Regions from separate parts of the Sus scrofa genome. Here region 1 is linked to region 2. The links are chromatin contacts, called in public Hi-C maps. All regions are on one chromosome and are shown on one strand. The core of a region is the stretch at or near the end of the contact, and the rest is flanking DNA. Distances in the headings are between cores, read along the strand shown.

The links. A called contact is a pair of places that touch in the nucleus more often than the background predicts.
Region 1: a contact with region 2 is called in a Hi-C map of skeletal muscle, with 7 times the contacts expected there. The contact joins the promoter of SNX17 here to the promoter of GCKR in region 2. A contact is called at or near these places in 6 of 47 Hi-C or Micro-C datasets (epiblast stem cells, heart right ventricle, liver and 1 more) and 2 of 2 datasets of contacts at active chromatin or transcription factors (alveolar macrophages and skeletal muscle).

Annotation. Positions count from the first base shown.
Region 1 is chr3:111,777,080-111,784,401 of Sscrofa11.1, forward strand. SNX17 (sorting nexin-17) reads right to left here and starts at 4,466. Exons shown (of 16, transcript XM_021087689.1): 1 at 4,220-4,466; 2 at 3,682-3,756; 3 at 2,540-2,657; 4 at 1,478-1,542; 5 at 821-931; 6 at 630-720; 7 at 389-476; 8 at 75-144. The coding sequence starts at 4,282. EIF2B4 (a long non-coding RNA gene) reads left to right here and starts at 4,582. Exons shown (of 13, transcript XR_002342807.1): 1 at 4,582-4,711; 2 at 5,083-5,126; 3 at 5,370-5,505; 4 at 5,700-5,904; 5 at 6,417-6,501; 6 at 6,689-6,780; 7 at 7,020-7,134.
Region 2 is chr3:111,678,076-111,685,604 of Sscrofa11.1, forward strand. It overlaps GCKR (glucokinase regulatory protein), which reads right to left and starts at 5,464. Exons shown (of 20, transcript XM_021087679.1): 1 at 5,313-5,464; 2 at 4,959-5,037. FNDC4 (fibronectin type III domain-containing protein 4) reads left to right here. Exons shown (of 7, transcript XM_003481268.4): 1 at 1-1,046; 2 at 1,242-1,386; 3 at 1,473-1,588; 4 at 1,828-2,032; 5 at 2,503-2,592; 6 at 2,916-3,040; 7 at 3,206-4,421. The coding sequence starts at 1,266. The coding sequence ends at 3,241. It overlaps IFT172 (intraflagellar transport protein 172 homolog), which reads left to right and starts at 5,599. Exons shown (of 50, transcript XM_003354889.4): 1 at 5,599-5,785. The coding sequence starts at 5,747.

The DNA.
Region 1 (7,322 bases), core at 3,216-5,715, 98 kb after region 2:
AAGGGATTTTCTTGGCAGAGGGGGTCACCAGAGTCATTTTCAGGGGAAGGGTTCTGAGGCAGCTCCAAGCTCACCTGAGCATAAAGCAGGTTCAGGCCAACCCGGTTCTCCATGACATCGTCATCATAGGCAGAGTCCCAATAACTGTGAGGCCAAGGGGTGGAAAGCGGGTAATGGGGCTAAGTTGGGGGAAGGCAGGAGGTAGAATGGAAAAGGGGCACAACAGGAGCATTCTGGAACTGCTGGGCTAATGGTGACAGAGCGGAGGAAGCTCCGGAGGCCTGGTACAAACACCCAGCACTGCCCCCTTGTCCAGATGATTCTGTCTCAGTACGTGGCCCCATAAGCCAATCCAGCACCCTCTCCCTCCTCCAAGCCCAGTCCTGACCTCTTCCTTAGCACAATCTTATACTCTTGACTTCGAAGACTGGTAACAGACACATAAGGCAGCTCAAACTCTTGCAACTTCCGTACAACTATGAGTTTAAAAAACAGAAAGAAAGAAAAAGGAAAATGTCCTTAGACTTGAGGGAAAGAGGCCCTGAGAAAAATGCCACCATCTTGGGGGAGACAAGGAGGCAAATTCACTACTGGAAACAGAAGGAAGCAGAAAGTCCAGAGAAACTCACATGAAAAGGCTCCATCCTCTTTTTCTCGAACCAGAAAGAGACTGAAGTATCCGATCAAGTCATCTGGAAGATCCAGCTTTGCAGCCACAGCCTGAGGACAGGGAAGGGAGTACAGCGCATCATCCTGGGTGGTTGCAATCACCCCGAGCCTGGGAACCTGGGGTGCAGGGGGAGGAGGGGCAGTGCCTCACCTCCAGGACATCCTCAGTTTGATCTGAAGTTAGCACGTTGACCAGAACTTTCTGCCCGTTGCTGAGTAGCACTTCCAAGGAGACCTCTTCTGTGGGTACCTGCTGTGTCTCCTGGTTGTGAACATACGTGGGAACGGGAGGCACATTCTTGTTAACAACATGCTCAGTGTCCAGCTCTGACCTCTTCCCAACTGTCTATTTCTAGGTCCCTCTGATGCCTTTATTCTTTTTTCTGTCTTTTTGCTATTTCTTTGGGCCGCTTCCGCGGCATATGGAGGTTCCCAGGCTAGGGGTCGAATCGGAGCTGTAGCCACCGGCCCACGCCACAGCCACAGCAACGCGGGATCCAAGCCCGCGTCTCAGATCCAAGCCCGTGACCACAGCTCACGGCAACACTGGATCGTCAACCCACTGAGCAAGGCCAGGGATCGAACCTGCAACCTCATGGTTCCTAGTCGGATTCATTAACCACTGCGCCACGATGGGAACTCCTGATGCCTTTATTCTTAGCGGCTTAATTACAGGCTGGGTTTCCTTGATTTCGGTGGCTCAACAGAAGCCCCATTCCATAAAGCTGCCAGGACGACTCCTCTGTAGCCACCTCATTAAACCAACGTGGGTCTTTCCTTTAAATCTTGGCCCCATCCAAAGCCTTACCTGTTGTGCTCGACGCAGGAAACTATTGAAGGTCTCACTGCTCCCAAGCAATGGGTCTTGCCGCACTGTGGGGGACACGAGAATGATGTTCTACCACCTTAGGATTCCCTCTTGTCCCTGCTGTCCAGTTCTCTTCTTGATAGGTCCCCCAGACCCCATTTCCTGGGCTGATGGTGGACAGTCACATCTCCCAGCCGGCCTCACTCTCACTGTTTGCATAAATTCTTCACCTGCCCCACCCCTGGCTACCATCTAGTTGAGTCCAAGCTATAGAACCAGGGAAGTAACAATGTTAATCTAAAGCACATCAGATACAAATTAAGTTCTCCCCACAGATCTAAATTACTCTAACACTACTGCATATCATATCAGTGTTTCTTGGAGTTCCCGTCGTGGCGCAGCAGGAACGGATCCAATTAGGAGCCACGAGGTTGCGGGTTCGATCCCTGTCCTCGCTGTGAACTGTAGTGTAGGTCACAGACGTGGCTTGGATCTGGCATGGCTGTGGCGTAGGCTGACAGGTGCAGCTCCGATTCGACCCCTAGCCTGGGAACCTCCATATGCCATTGAGTCCGGCCCTCAAAAGACAAGAAAAAAAATATATATATATGTATGTGTATATACAAATTATTTTGCTGATACCTAGAGAACACTTGGATGCTATTTACTTTGTCTTTTTAGAGCCACACCTGCAGCATATGGAAGTTCCCCAGCTAGGGGTCGAAGCAGAGCTGCAGCTGCCAGCCTATACCACAGCCACAGCAACTCGGGATCCGAGCCACATCTGTGACCTACACCACGGCTCACGGCAAAACTGGATCCTTAACCCACTGAGTGGGTCCAGGGATCGAATTCACATCCTCATGGCTACTAGTTGGGATTGTAACCCGCTGAGCCACTACGGGAACTCCAACTATTTACTTTTGGTAATTAAACAATACATCAAACAAGAGGCCTCCCAGATCTAGAAACTACTTCAGAACCTTCTACAGAACCAGCTGCTTTGAGTCTCTCCCTGGAGTCCTCAACAGAGTCAGCCTAAAGTTCCCTCCAACCACTCACCGGCTTGCATGTACTTCTCTAACTGCTCTCTTCTCTGTTCTACCTCAGCAGGGGTCAGAGAGAAAAGCTTCTTTGGGGGGAATGCAGGAAGCACATTGGCCCCATATTCCTTCCGAAGCTATTTGGAGAAAGAGATACAATTCTTCACACAAACACAGCAAAAGAGAAGAGGCAACACACACTCATAATGTCCTCCTGGGCTTTCCTTCCCCTGCCTCAGTTCCTGCTCCCCTGTGTCCCCTGGTCATCCAGGAAATGAGCCCTTTGGCAGAGGCAGCATCCCAAGGGAGCGCTGTCCTAGATACAGGTTCTTTCCGATCTTACTGTGTAGAAGTCAGCCTCTTCACAATACGGGGAGAGTTTGTAAAGGGCCTGGGTTTTGGGAGCACCTTGATGATCTAGCAAGGCTGTGTTCACTGAACCCTCACAGGAAGCAAAGGGCTTTGTAAGAAAGGTTTGTGTGCACAAACAAGTAATGGCTAAGTATGTTCGCGACGTGTCTTAGGACTGAGAGGGACTTTGCAGATCAACAAATCCATTTTTCAGGTGTGAAAGCCGAGGCCCAAAGAAATCAGGTAACTTGCTTAGGGCTGCACAACCAGTTATGAATAGAACCAGGACGCTGTACTGAGTTAAATACAGAGCTCACAATTTGGTGTGGAGAACGGAGAAACATTACATCATCGACACATACGGATAACTGGAACAGCTACACCCACTCAGGTGAGTCAAGGAACACAGAAGGAAACTGGTGAATGGTTTGTATGAGCAGGGAAGAGAGTTTCAAGTGGCAGCTCAGATGACAGAGGGAAAGTGCTTTGGCAGTGGAGCGGGGAAGGGTCGTCGGTTTCTCCATGCACGGACAAAGGCAGTGTACAGGCTGTGTAAGGAGGGGACCAAGAAGCAGGAAGGAGGATGTTAGTACAGGGAGGCGCAGTTAGAGGCGCAGATTCGTGGGGAGTCCCCTGGAAATGTCAGACGATGGTAAGATAAAGCACCAGATCCAACATGGCAGTGATTATGGTAGTGAGTAAAAGGGAACTACAGCCCCCGGGAAAGCGACGAGGGGGAAAATGGAGACACTGATGCCCAGGTGTAGGAAAGGGCTTGAAGCTGCCTCAAGGCAGGAGTGCTAGTCCCACCTGCTCGTGCAGCCCCAGGAGCTGACTGTAGCGCACTCGACAGTGCAGGACTCCATTCACGTGAATGTTATAGGCCTGAGGACACAAAAACAGGCAAGCATTTTAAGGTCGCGGTCTGGGCGACCCCCTTGAGAACCCTGGCCGGAAGTTGCCTGGCACAGCTCTGCCTGATTAAGGCGCCGAGATCTTCCGAAGGTTGCCAGTCTGTTTGCCCCGGAGCCAGGTCCCAAAGCAGAAGGACCGGTCCCGGGGAAACCCGGGCGCTCGGGCTGGAGTCTTCCTCCCCAAGAGGCCAGTGACGCCCACCAGAGTAGCCGCGGCCCAGTCGAGGGAGGTGACGCGGCGGAACAAAGGACCTACAGGAGCTGGGGAGACCTCTGGACGAATCTGAGACGTAATATAAGCTCCCAGCGAGGCCATCGGGAGTTGGCGGCCAGTGACCAGGCCCGAAAGGCGGCGGCCAGACCTCGGAGGCCGCTCGGAGGGCTCCGGCCCGTTATCCCCGCCCCTGCCCGGCCGGGCTCCGGCCGCTCCTCACCACGTAGGCGGAGCCGCCGCTGTCCCCGCTGCGGGACTCGGTTTCAGGAATGGAAAAGTGCATGTTCCCTGCGGCAGGGCCCGGCCGGGCTCCGAACTGTGAGGGCCGCAGTGGCTTTGCACGCTCGCCTCCGCTACTCAGCGCGTCCCCGAAGCTTCGCTCGCCATTTTTGGGCGGGGGGGGCGGCCGTTGAGATCCGAGGAGGGAAGGACTGGAGACGTCCGCTCTGGGGCGCAGCTTCCCGGGGAATCCTGGGAACTGTAGTCTAAAGGGCAAGAGCCTACTGCCGGGATTGGGAACCCAGGTTTGACTGGGCCCTTATCGCGACCCATAGCCCGGGCGGAGCCGCAGAGCACGTCGGGGCTTGTAGTCCTCTGGGTGGGGGAGCTGCGCTCCGCAGCTGTCGGCCTTGGGGGCGCTCTGGTCCCTGTGACTGCAGCGGGCGGAGCCTAGGACGGGTGATGGCTGCTGTGGCTGTGGCTGTTCGCGAGGGTGAGTGAAGGGGCGGCCGCACAAACAGGTACGCGAGCCGCCAGGCCCTGGGAGGCTACGGCTGGGCCCCGAGCCCCTCTCGGCCCTGTCGTTCGGTTCCGGCACCGCGCGGGAATCTGGTCCGCGGTGTCTCGGACGCACTCCGCCCTGCGCGTCGGCCTGTTCCTGCGGGAAGGGTGCGTGCTCTCTCCTCCCCCCGCCGCCTTTGATCCTGCTGCGCACTGCGTCCCCACGCGGATCCCTGGCTCACCTCCCGCCTGGTGGAGGAGCCGTGGTCATGCGGACCCAGCAGCCAGCTGCGTCGAGTACGAGCCCCTCTAAACCCTTCCGGAACCTCTCTGATTCACTTTGTGCCCTGTTTTCTGATGCAGACTCGGGATCTGGGATGAAGGCGGAGCTTGCTTCTCGGCCAGGGGTAAGTGAGGGTGCCCTCCCAAGCCGCCTGTCAAGCGCTACGCAGGAGGCAGTGTCAACTTATAAGCCTTATTGGTAATGTGACTGCGATCCTGGGGGAAAGGCTTCCATCCCTGTGGGCTGTTAGCTTGTAACAGGTAGCTGGTAAGAGTTAAGGAGCATTAGGGACCTTTTGGGAATCCTGTAGTGTTTATTCGTTTTTTGAAATGGTTGGGAAAAAGCAGTATTTATGTCTGTGTCTTAGGCAGGGGGGAGGGAGATGACCCAAGAAGAAAAGCTGCAGCTTCGGAAAGAAAAGAAACAGCAAAAGAAGAAACGGAAGGAGGAAAAGGGGACAGAACCAGAAACTGGCTCTGCTGTGTCTGCAGCCCAATGTCAAGGTGCGGGGGCTTTTTTAAAGGGCTGGGCTGTGGAGCTGGTAAAGGGATGTGGCGGGAGAGAAGAAGGGGAGACAGGACAAAGTTGGTTGGAACAAGTGAAGAGAGACAAAGTTTAGATAAACAGAAAAGAAGCTTTGGTTGGGGCATAGATAGTACCTGCCTGGAGCTTGGGCACCTCTTCCATCTACCCTTAGTAGGCCCGACCAAAGACCTGCCAGGACCGGACAGTCAGTTGGGCACTGCCAAGGAGAAAATTCCAGCAGGTCGGAGTAAAGCTGAACTTCGAGCTGAACGGCGAGCGAAGCAAGAGGCTGAGCGGGCCCTGAAGCAGGCAAGAAAAGGGGAACAAGGAGGGCCCCCTCCTCAGTCCTGCCCCAGCACAGCTGGAGAAACCCCTCAGGTATTTTCCCATCGTTTCAAGACCTCTGTTGGCTCTCCATTCCTGAGTTAGCTAGGGCTTCCCCACTGAAAAGCAGCTCTTCTCTCCCATTCTTCGCCTTGGTTCCCAGTTCTCTCCCCAACCTTGTCCTCCCCCTGTTTATTTTTATTTTTACTTTGTCTTTTTAGGGCCACACCTGCAGCATATGGAGGTTCCCAGGCTAGGGGTCGAATCGGAGCTGTAGCTGCTGGCCTACGCCACAGCCACAGCAACACCAGATCTGAGCTGTGTCTGCACCTATACCACAGCTCACGGCTGTGCCGGATCCTTAACCCACTGAGCAAGGCCGGGGATCAAACCCGTGTCCTTATGGATGCTAGTTGGTTTTGTTACCGCTGAGCCATGACCAGAACTCCCCCTGTTTCTTCTACTCTTTTCTCCTCCACCTCAAATTTTTTTGATGTCCCTTATAACCCTGAAAGCAAATTTCTCATCATGAGCTAGTGTCTTGAAAACACGTCTGTTTTCTTCTAGGAGTGAAGCGGCTACCTGAGCACACCCAGGTTGATGAACCCACACTTCTGAGAAGGCTTGTTAAACGGCCCGAGCGACAGCAGGTAGGGAGTGGGTTAGGTGTGTGGCCAGAAAGAGCCTAGGGAGGGAGGAAAGTTGCTCAGGGCAAAGGGAGACCCTGGGAAAGGCTGGGTATTTGGGTCAAAGTGGGCTCGCTGTCTCCTTCCCTCCCAGCATCATCCCATAGTTTTAAACTCCAGGCTCTTGGTCCTGTTCTTCTGTTTTGTCCAGGTTCCAACACGAAAGGATTATGGCTCCAAAGTCAGTCTCTTCTCCCACCTACCCCAGTACAGCAGACACAACTCTCTGACCCAGTTTATGAGGTAGGATCTTATGATGAAGTTGTCCGATGAGCTTTTAAGTCTGAGAAGTTTTAGACATCCTGTTTTGAAAGCGAGGGAAACTCGAGGTTGGATCTGTGGGAAGAGGCATGAACACAGGGCACAAGGCTAGAGCAGTGGGGTTGCCTGTGCTAGGGTAGGAGGTTCCTTTTCATCAGGGGCAGGTGGGCAGCAGGTGCTCAAGTTCCCTTGCAAAGTGTGTGACACCGCCATCCCATCAGCATCCCATCCTCTGTGATCCACCCAGCCATGGTGCGGCTCGGCCTGCAGTACTCCCAGGGCCTGATCAGCGGCTCCAACGCCCGGTGCATCGCCCTGCTTCGTGCCTTGCAGCAGGTACGTCCTATCCTCTTCCCTCTTAGGAGCCAGCCTCACCTTCCCCAACATTCCCTCAGCGTCTGTCACCCCCACGATCTCTGGGAGAGCGGGGAATGACTCCACCCGTGAAGACTTGTCAGAGAAGCTTTTTACCCTGTCCCCCTTTCAGAGACTTTTGTCAGCGGGCATTTGCACCTTGTGTACAC
Region 2 (7,529 bases), core at 4,214-6,713:
ATTGATAAAGCCCATTCCCCAACATTGTCTCATCTGATCCTCACAACAGCCCTGTAAGGATCTGCACGCTCTGATTTACAGTGGGAAAACCTAAGACTTACATTAACCTATTTGTCCAAGGCCACACTAAAGTAAGTCGCAGAGCTAGAACAAGAAACAGGTCGTTGCTCTTTAAATTTCCCCTATAAACCCAGCACACTTAATGACAGCTGAATCGGCAACTTTGAACATGTCAGACGCTCAATAAATATTTGCCTAATAAATGAAGGAACGAATGAGAGAATGAAGGGAATCAATATCAGGTTATGAATGGGGAAGACACTTAAAAGCTGACGCAGTCTACAAGTAGGAGATTGTCAAAATAATTATTATCTCCATCACTCTGTCCCCTCCCGCACCGGGGGTGGAATTCCTCTTCCCAACTTGGCTAATTCCATCTGGGGAGGGAGGGGCCTCCCAGGTGCCCGAGACCCTCGCACCTGCGCCTCTCCCGACGCCCCCTCCCCCTCTGCCGCCGGGGCTCCTCGGATGGTGCCGGGATCAGAAGGGATGGGGGCCAATGAGAGGGTCGTGGGAGGAGCCCCGAAAGAACCGGGTTGGGGGGGCGGTGATGACGGCGGTGAGAACCCCAGCGGGGCGGGGCGGGTCTGCAAGTCCCGGCCGGGCTGCGGCGGAGCGACCCGGGCCAGCTCTGCAGAAGGCGGCGGCTGGCTTCCCGGGACGGTCACATCTCGCTGCAGGAGCCCGGCGGAGGCAGCCGCACTGCCTCCCGCCCGGGGCACCCAGGCCAGCCGCCAGGCCGCGCCGGCACCGCCCCCTGCTCTCGGACCCACTGCGTGGCGGGTCGGAGCTCTGGGGGCTCCGCAGCCCCGCGGCCCGCGCCCACTACCCCTCCGCCCTCTGCCCGCAGCTCAGTCCCGCGCTGCCCGCCTAGCCGGCCCGGCGCCGGGATGGGGTAGGGGCAGCGCCACGGAGTCGGGCGATGGGCCGCCCTCTGGGCACCGAGCAGCCCCCCGAGGCCTGACCGACCGCGAGGACCGGCGGAGGTGGGTGTGGGCAGAGCGGGCCGCGCACTGGGGGAGCCCGGGGTGTTGCGGGGGTGGGGAAGGCCTGGGGGGAAGCGGGGCTCTGGAGCTGCTGTGGGCGGAGGGGAGCCCGGGTGAGCTGCTGCCCACCCGTGCATTCTGGCCAGTCCTTGACCCCCCCCCCCCCGCCCAAACCATCACTCTTCCCACGTCCAGGAGCCCCGCCTGGATGTCAAACTGATGCCCCAGTGCCTCCCAGCGGACTCGGTGGGGACCATGGCTTCGCTAATGCCCCTCTCCCCATATCTAAGCCCCACGGTTCTCCTGCGGGTCAGTTGTGACCTGGGCTTTGTGCGAGCAGGTGAGTCAAGTGGGAGAGGGTGGGGATTAACCAGACCTAGTTTGTGGGCGGAAACTGTTAACCTGTTAACACCCTGGCACCCACAGACCGGCCCCCTTCTCCTGTGAATGTGACAGTCACTCACCTCAGAGCCAACTCGGCCACTGTGTCCTGGGACGTCCCAGAAGGCAACATCGTCATTGGCTACTCCATTTCCCAGCAAGTATGAATCACCCTCCTGCTCCCCGAACCTGCGTCCTTGGATCTCTGAACATTCCTCCTGTTAACCACCTCCCCCCAATGCCCCCCAAGCCTTGGGAGAATCCCGGAGCTGGGGAGCCCTGGCTCAAGCTGCCCTTTTCGCCCTGCTCCCTTGGAGCGCTTGGATGTCCAAGAGCCCTGGGTTAAGCCTTGTGGCTGGGGGCCAGGGTAAGGCTGTCCTCTCTCATCATCTCCCCGCAGCGGCAGAATGGCCCCGGGCAACGTGTGATCCGGGAGGTGAACACCACCACTCGGGCCTGTGCCCTCTGGGGCCTGGCTGAAGACAGTGACTACACAGTGCAGGTCAGGAGCATTGGCCTTCGGGGAGAAAGCCCCCCAGGGCCCCGGGTGCACTTCCGAACTCTCAAGGGTTCTGACCGGCTACCCTCAAACAGCTCCAGCCCAGGTGAGGGTCTCAGCTATTCCTCACTCCCTAAAGCTTTGGATTCTCTAGCTATTTACTTGCTCTCTGGCCTCTTGTTTACGTCCCCAAAGCAAGCAGAGTCTAGCTTAGATGAACGGAGGATGATTTAATTCATGGCCCTGCCAGGAGAGGAAGGAAAGCAGGTTGGCAGGGGACCGGGTATAGATAGGCTGGTAATCAACTGTCTGGGGGAAGGGCTTTCAAGCGTCCTTTTTCCTAACCTCGGTTCATAGCGGCTGCAGCCTGCATGAGTACCCGATCTGCGGCCCTCCTGCTTTTCGTTCTCTAACCACTTGTCCACCGACAGCTTCCCAGAGAGGGGCTACCAGTGGCAACGCTGTGATGTGTCTGCCCTGACTCTTATCGCCAGCATCTCCATCCTGAACTGTCTGCACAAGACGTAGCTCCCTAGCTGCTCCCCATAACCTGGGGTCTGTGTCTTTCCTTCTCAGGGGACATCACGGTGGAGGGTCTGGACGGAGAGCGACCACTGCAGACGGGGGAGGTGGTCATTATTGTGGTGGTTTTGCTCATGTGGGCTGGTGAGTGAGTAAGCAGCTCGACGGGGGACCAGGGATTGTGTGGGGTTCAGGGAAGGTGGGAGTTGGTAATGGTTGTCAGGAGAGAAGCAGGTGAGAACTATGGCAGGGGGAGATGTTTAGTTGAAGGGGATGAGCAGGGAAGGTTTGAAGAAAGGGAGAGAAGGCTCTTGGGCGCCCAGAGAAGAGGATGAAGAGGGTAGTGCTTGGGCACGGGCACCAGGAATCCAAAGATTTCCTTCTCGGATTTTCTAGAAATTGTGTGGGTATCTCCCTGCCCTCTGAGAGGTCAGGATCAAGGCTCAGACTGTGTTGTTGTGTTTCAGCTGTAATTGGACTATTCTGCCGTCAGTATGACATCATCAAAGACAATGACTCCAACAACAACCCCAAGGAGAAGGGGAAGGGGCCGGAACAGAGTCCTCAGGGAAGGCCGGTGGGGACAAGACAGGTGATGAGGGGCTGGGGAGGGAAGGAGGGGCAGTTTTGCCTCTAGGAGCAGTGAGGGGAAGGGAGGAGGCCTCAGAGGGGCAGGAGGCGAGGGACAATGGAAATGCGGGGTGGAGGAAGCCGTCACCTGCCTGAAATTAGAGACTCAAACCACCTTCTTTTCCAGAAAAAGTCACCGTCCATCAACACCATCGACGTCTGAGTGAAGAAACAGAACCAGAAGACAGATGCACTCACAACCTGGGGATGGGGATGGGGTCAGGGAGAGGCCAAGATGGTGAGCTGCCCAAGACTGAAGGATCCCACAGTCTCCCAGAGGGTAATGACACTCCCACCATCTCAGGCTGGTCTCCATCCTCTTTCCACTGTGAGCAGGGCCAGAAGGTAGGTCTGATAGGGTCGGTGTCCCTGGACCTGGGGAGTGGAGATCAGACGGGATGTGTCCTTCCATCCCCCAGGTCCGGGGGAGAGTCACTGGTTCAACCCTGTCCCATCAGGTCCCCAAAGGGGCCCCCATTTCACTTGCCTCCCCAGCTGCCCCCACATCTTGCCTCCAGGTCCCAGAGGGGAGTGTTTCTGGGCGTACTCCCCCTCCCCCAGCAAATCAAAGGCACTGTCTGGGCCTGGAGGCAGACGCTGCACTGCACTACTCCAATGTCTTCCATGGAGCCTCAGGTGCTCCCCCTCTCACCTGGCAGTCCCTCCGGCTGCTGGGGATCTCACTCCTTGGACATTTTTCCAATAAAGGTTCTTGGACAAACCGGAGCTGACTGTATGGTATACTGAATAGTATGCTGAAGATATTTCTCCACTGTGTCTCCCCTGACTACAGAGGCCCCTCACACCATCACCACCAGCTCGACAGGAAAAGACTCTTATTTTAAGGTGGTGGCTTTGATTCTCCAGCCTTGCATGGGTGGAGAGGGGCATAGAAAACTAGAGCCCTAGTCCATTTTGCTTTGTTGGGGGGGAAGGGGGAGAAGGAAGAAAAAGAGGACACAAATTCTCCTTGCTCCACTGGAAACTAGGGTCATGTCACCTGAGAGGCCCAGAAGCCTTTTTCAGTGTCCACATCCGCAGCCCATTCCTCACCATGAATTCCATCACCCCTGAGCTAATTTTCAGAAAAGGACTGAACGGTGTGTCTTGGGACAAATGAAAGAGCAGCTATACTAATGGATCCCTGGGTGCCAAGTGTTCCTCTCCTGTGCATTTCTGTGCCTATTCTTCCCTGCCCTTGCTTTCCCTTTTGTCTCTCTGTCTGTCTTTCTGTTCATTTGGTCAAAGTCAATAATAATTGTAAAGTATAAATGAGTTCCTATTCACTCTCTGCCACTATATCCAGAAGAGGATTCTGGAAATAAAACTGGGGTTGGACCTCTCCTGTCAAAAGAATTATAATTTGGGCTCTGGGGCCTACTTGTGTCCTGTGAAAATAGGGCCTGTCCCCTACTTTTTCCTAAGTTCCAAGAGGGGTTTGTGTCAGTGAAAAAGAAATACCTGTTGACATCTGCAACCACTATGGGGGAAAGGCTTCAGAACCCAGAATCCATCTGGACAGCAGATGCTGCACTGTCTGGAAGGTAACACTGTTCTCAACGTATGTTCCTCCCAGAGGAGGCGTCTGAATCTCTCCTTTTCTGCATCTCGATCTCTCTGTTATGTTACAAGAAGTTAGACCAACAATTCTGAAAGGGACCCCGATCCAAACAAAGATCAAGAAGTCAGTATCTTTTGTACTAAACCAAACTCCGACCCCTTATCACAAGACTGAACCTATCAGGTACTCGAAGCTATGCTCTGCCCTCTGCCCTGAACCATAAAAGCATCCTGATCTAAGCAGCAGTCTCTAACCCAGTTTCCCAGTTCAGAAGTTGGGGACCTTACCTCTCTCTGGCCACTGGTTCCAAAGCACTCACCTGTCAGGCTCTGGGCACATCATCATTTCTGGGGAAGGGAGTGTCACGGGGTACAGTAGCATGGCATAAAGACAGGGAACTAGAAATTGAATAGGAATATCAAGGGTGCTTAAATACTCCAGCTCCGGGTTGAATCCAGTTCCGTCTTTTTCACACTGTGTTAGCTTAGGCAAGTGACCCCTCTGATCCTGTAAAATGGGACTGATAACGCTCTTCCCTTCCAAAGGTGGCTCTGAGATTAAATGAGATACTGTGAGCACAGCACTTTGCACAGTACCTGGCAGACACACACTGAGTAGTCCGTGTTACCTATCATCATCAGTCTTGTGAGCCCGTGCAAGTTACATAACGTACTGGTGTTCAAGCGTGTCCACTGGCAAACGCCTGTCACACCAACTGCCCCAGCTTTCCTCCAGGTTTGCGAGGATTAAAAGAACGCACTCAGCCACGCTTACGTACATCAAAGAGCAAGAGCGCCCACGATTACGTACGACGCCGGAGTTTGCGGAAGGCTCGTGGGCGTGGCTTGAGTTTGCGTTTGCACGCCACCACGGCATTGGTCGGGGAGAGCATTCCTCCAGCCCTCTCGGGCGTCCCGCCCTCGATCTCATTGCGCCTGCGCACGTTCTGTTTGCTTCGCGGCAAATCTACGTGGTGACCTTGCGACGCGCGCCTGGCGCGCTGGTCGCTTCTGCGTCAGCGGCTGCCGCTGCGGCTGCGTGGCGGGTTGTCCAGGTAACCACGGGAGTTGTCGCCGTCTGTCCGCATCTGAGAGGCAGGTGTTCGTCATGCAGTTGAAGCACCTGAGGACCCTGCTGAGCCCTCAGGTGAGGAGTCGCGTGCCTCTTCCCTCCCCCGCCCTCCTTAATGTCCCAAGAAAAGTGAGGGACTGAAGTTTAAAAACGTTGAGCGCCTACTGTGTGCAGAAGACCAAAAGCCATAGCGGTGCTACGGACTCTGCTCCGTCGATGGAGGATGGAGTAGGCGAGATGGACCACTGACCATCGTAGCTTTCATTTCGTTCCATTTAACGAATCAGTTGTGTACCAGGTCCTGTGCTGGGGCTTTAGGGATCCAGAGCTACATCAATTGTTGCCTCTGCCTGCAAGAGGCTCATACTAGAGGGAGAGGCGCACATGTGAACAACGAACATAAATCTACACCGCCTTAAATAAGCACTTTAGGTGCAAGCCCCACTTAAAGGAGGGCAGACGGCCACCGTTCGTTCTGATGCTGAAGATCTCATACTCAGAAGAAGCTGGGCCCTGGGGGAGGAACCTTAGAACTTAATGAAGAAAGGGGTTGAGTTTTGCGGTTAGGAAACCAGAATTCGAATCCTACTTTAGTAAGTGTCTTGATGGTCCTGATTTTAGCCATCTCTCCGAGCACTCACCCAGTCTTGGATCTATACACTTGGAAAACAGGAATAATGATAATCTCAGCTTTAAGGGATTAGGGGAAACAGTTAAAGGAAATAGTACACGCAAGAGAACATTGTAGACAGAAAAGCAGCATGAAAACTGATAGACAAGAGAGAAGGACGTTCACACTTCAAAGGACAAAATGAAAGCTAAGAATATCTGTCATAACTGAATGTTTAACATGTACCAGAGCAACATAAATAAAGAAGTTAGGATTGTGGATTATGGATTCAGACACACATGGATTTAAATCTTGGTTCTGCCACTTAAACTGTGGTTGTAAACTTGAGCAAATTACTTAACCTTGCCATGCCTTAGTTTCTCCATCTGTAAAAGATGCATCGTAACAGCATCTACTTGGTTATGAAATAAAATAAGATAATGCATATCAAGCATTTAGCAGAGTGCTTAGTCTGTGGTGCTTGTTAGCTATTTTTCTGATCCCTACCTCATTTAATCCTCACAACAGTCCTGTGAGGTCCCTTTGTAGAGAAGGAAGAATTGATTGATTATGGGAAACGGAAAGGCTTCACAGAGGACGTGGCATTAGGAGAAAAGAAGGAAATTAGAATACAAGAGAGGTGCGCTCATTGCTCTGTAAACTGTTCCCTGAATCTGTATTTTTAAAATTCCTTTACCCTAATGGAATAATTGGAAGTGAAATCTTCCTTCAGTCTTTCAGGATAAGATGATGTCATGATGCAGGAAAGGGCTGAGTGCCCAGGATTGGGCAACATGTTATAAGAAGTTAATCAGCAACAATCCCTGAGGAGCTCTCAACCCTCCCAACATGATTTAGTCAAGAGTTGAAGGGGGCTAAAGGGGGTGGTGTGGCTATTTTCTGACTCTGGTTTGAGGATTTTGATGAAAAAAAAAAGGTGTTTTTACCACTGACTTTGGAGGTGGGTAGGTTTGGAGTAAAAAGTAGCAATGTGTTAAGCTGGGTCTCTCAAGCTCAAATAATTCATCAAACAATTGGAGCAGAAACTAAATTTTTTATTTCAAGGAGGGAAATCCTTAGTGCAGAACCATAGATAACTGGGGCTGGTGGTAAAAGGGACATACATGGCCAGAATAATTCACCAGGAGTTGATCGATTCTAACTTGGGCTTCTGTGAAGTGGATTGTTAAGGAAAACCAACCAACAAAC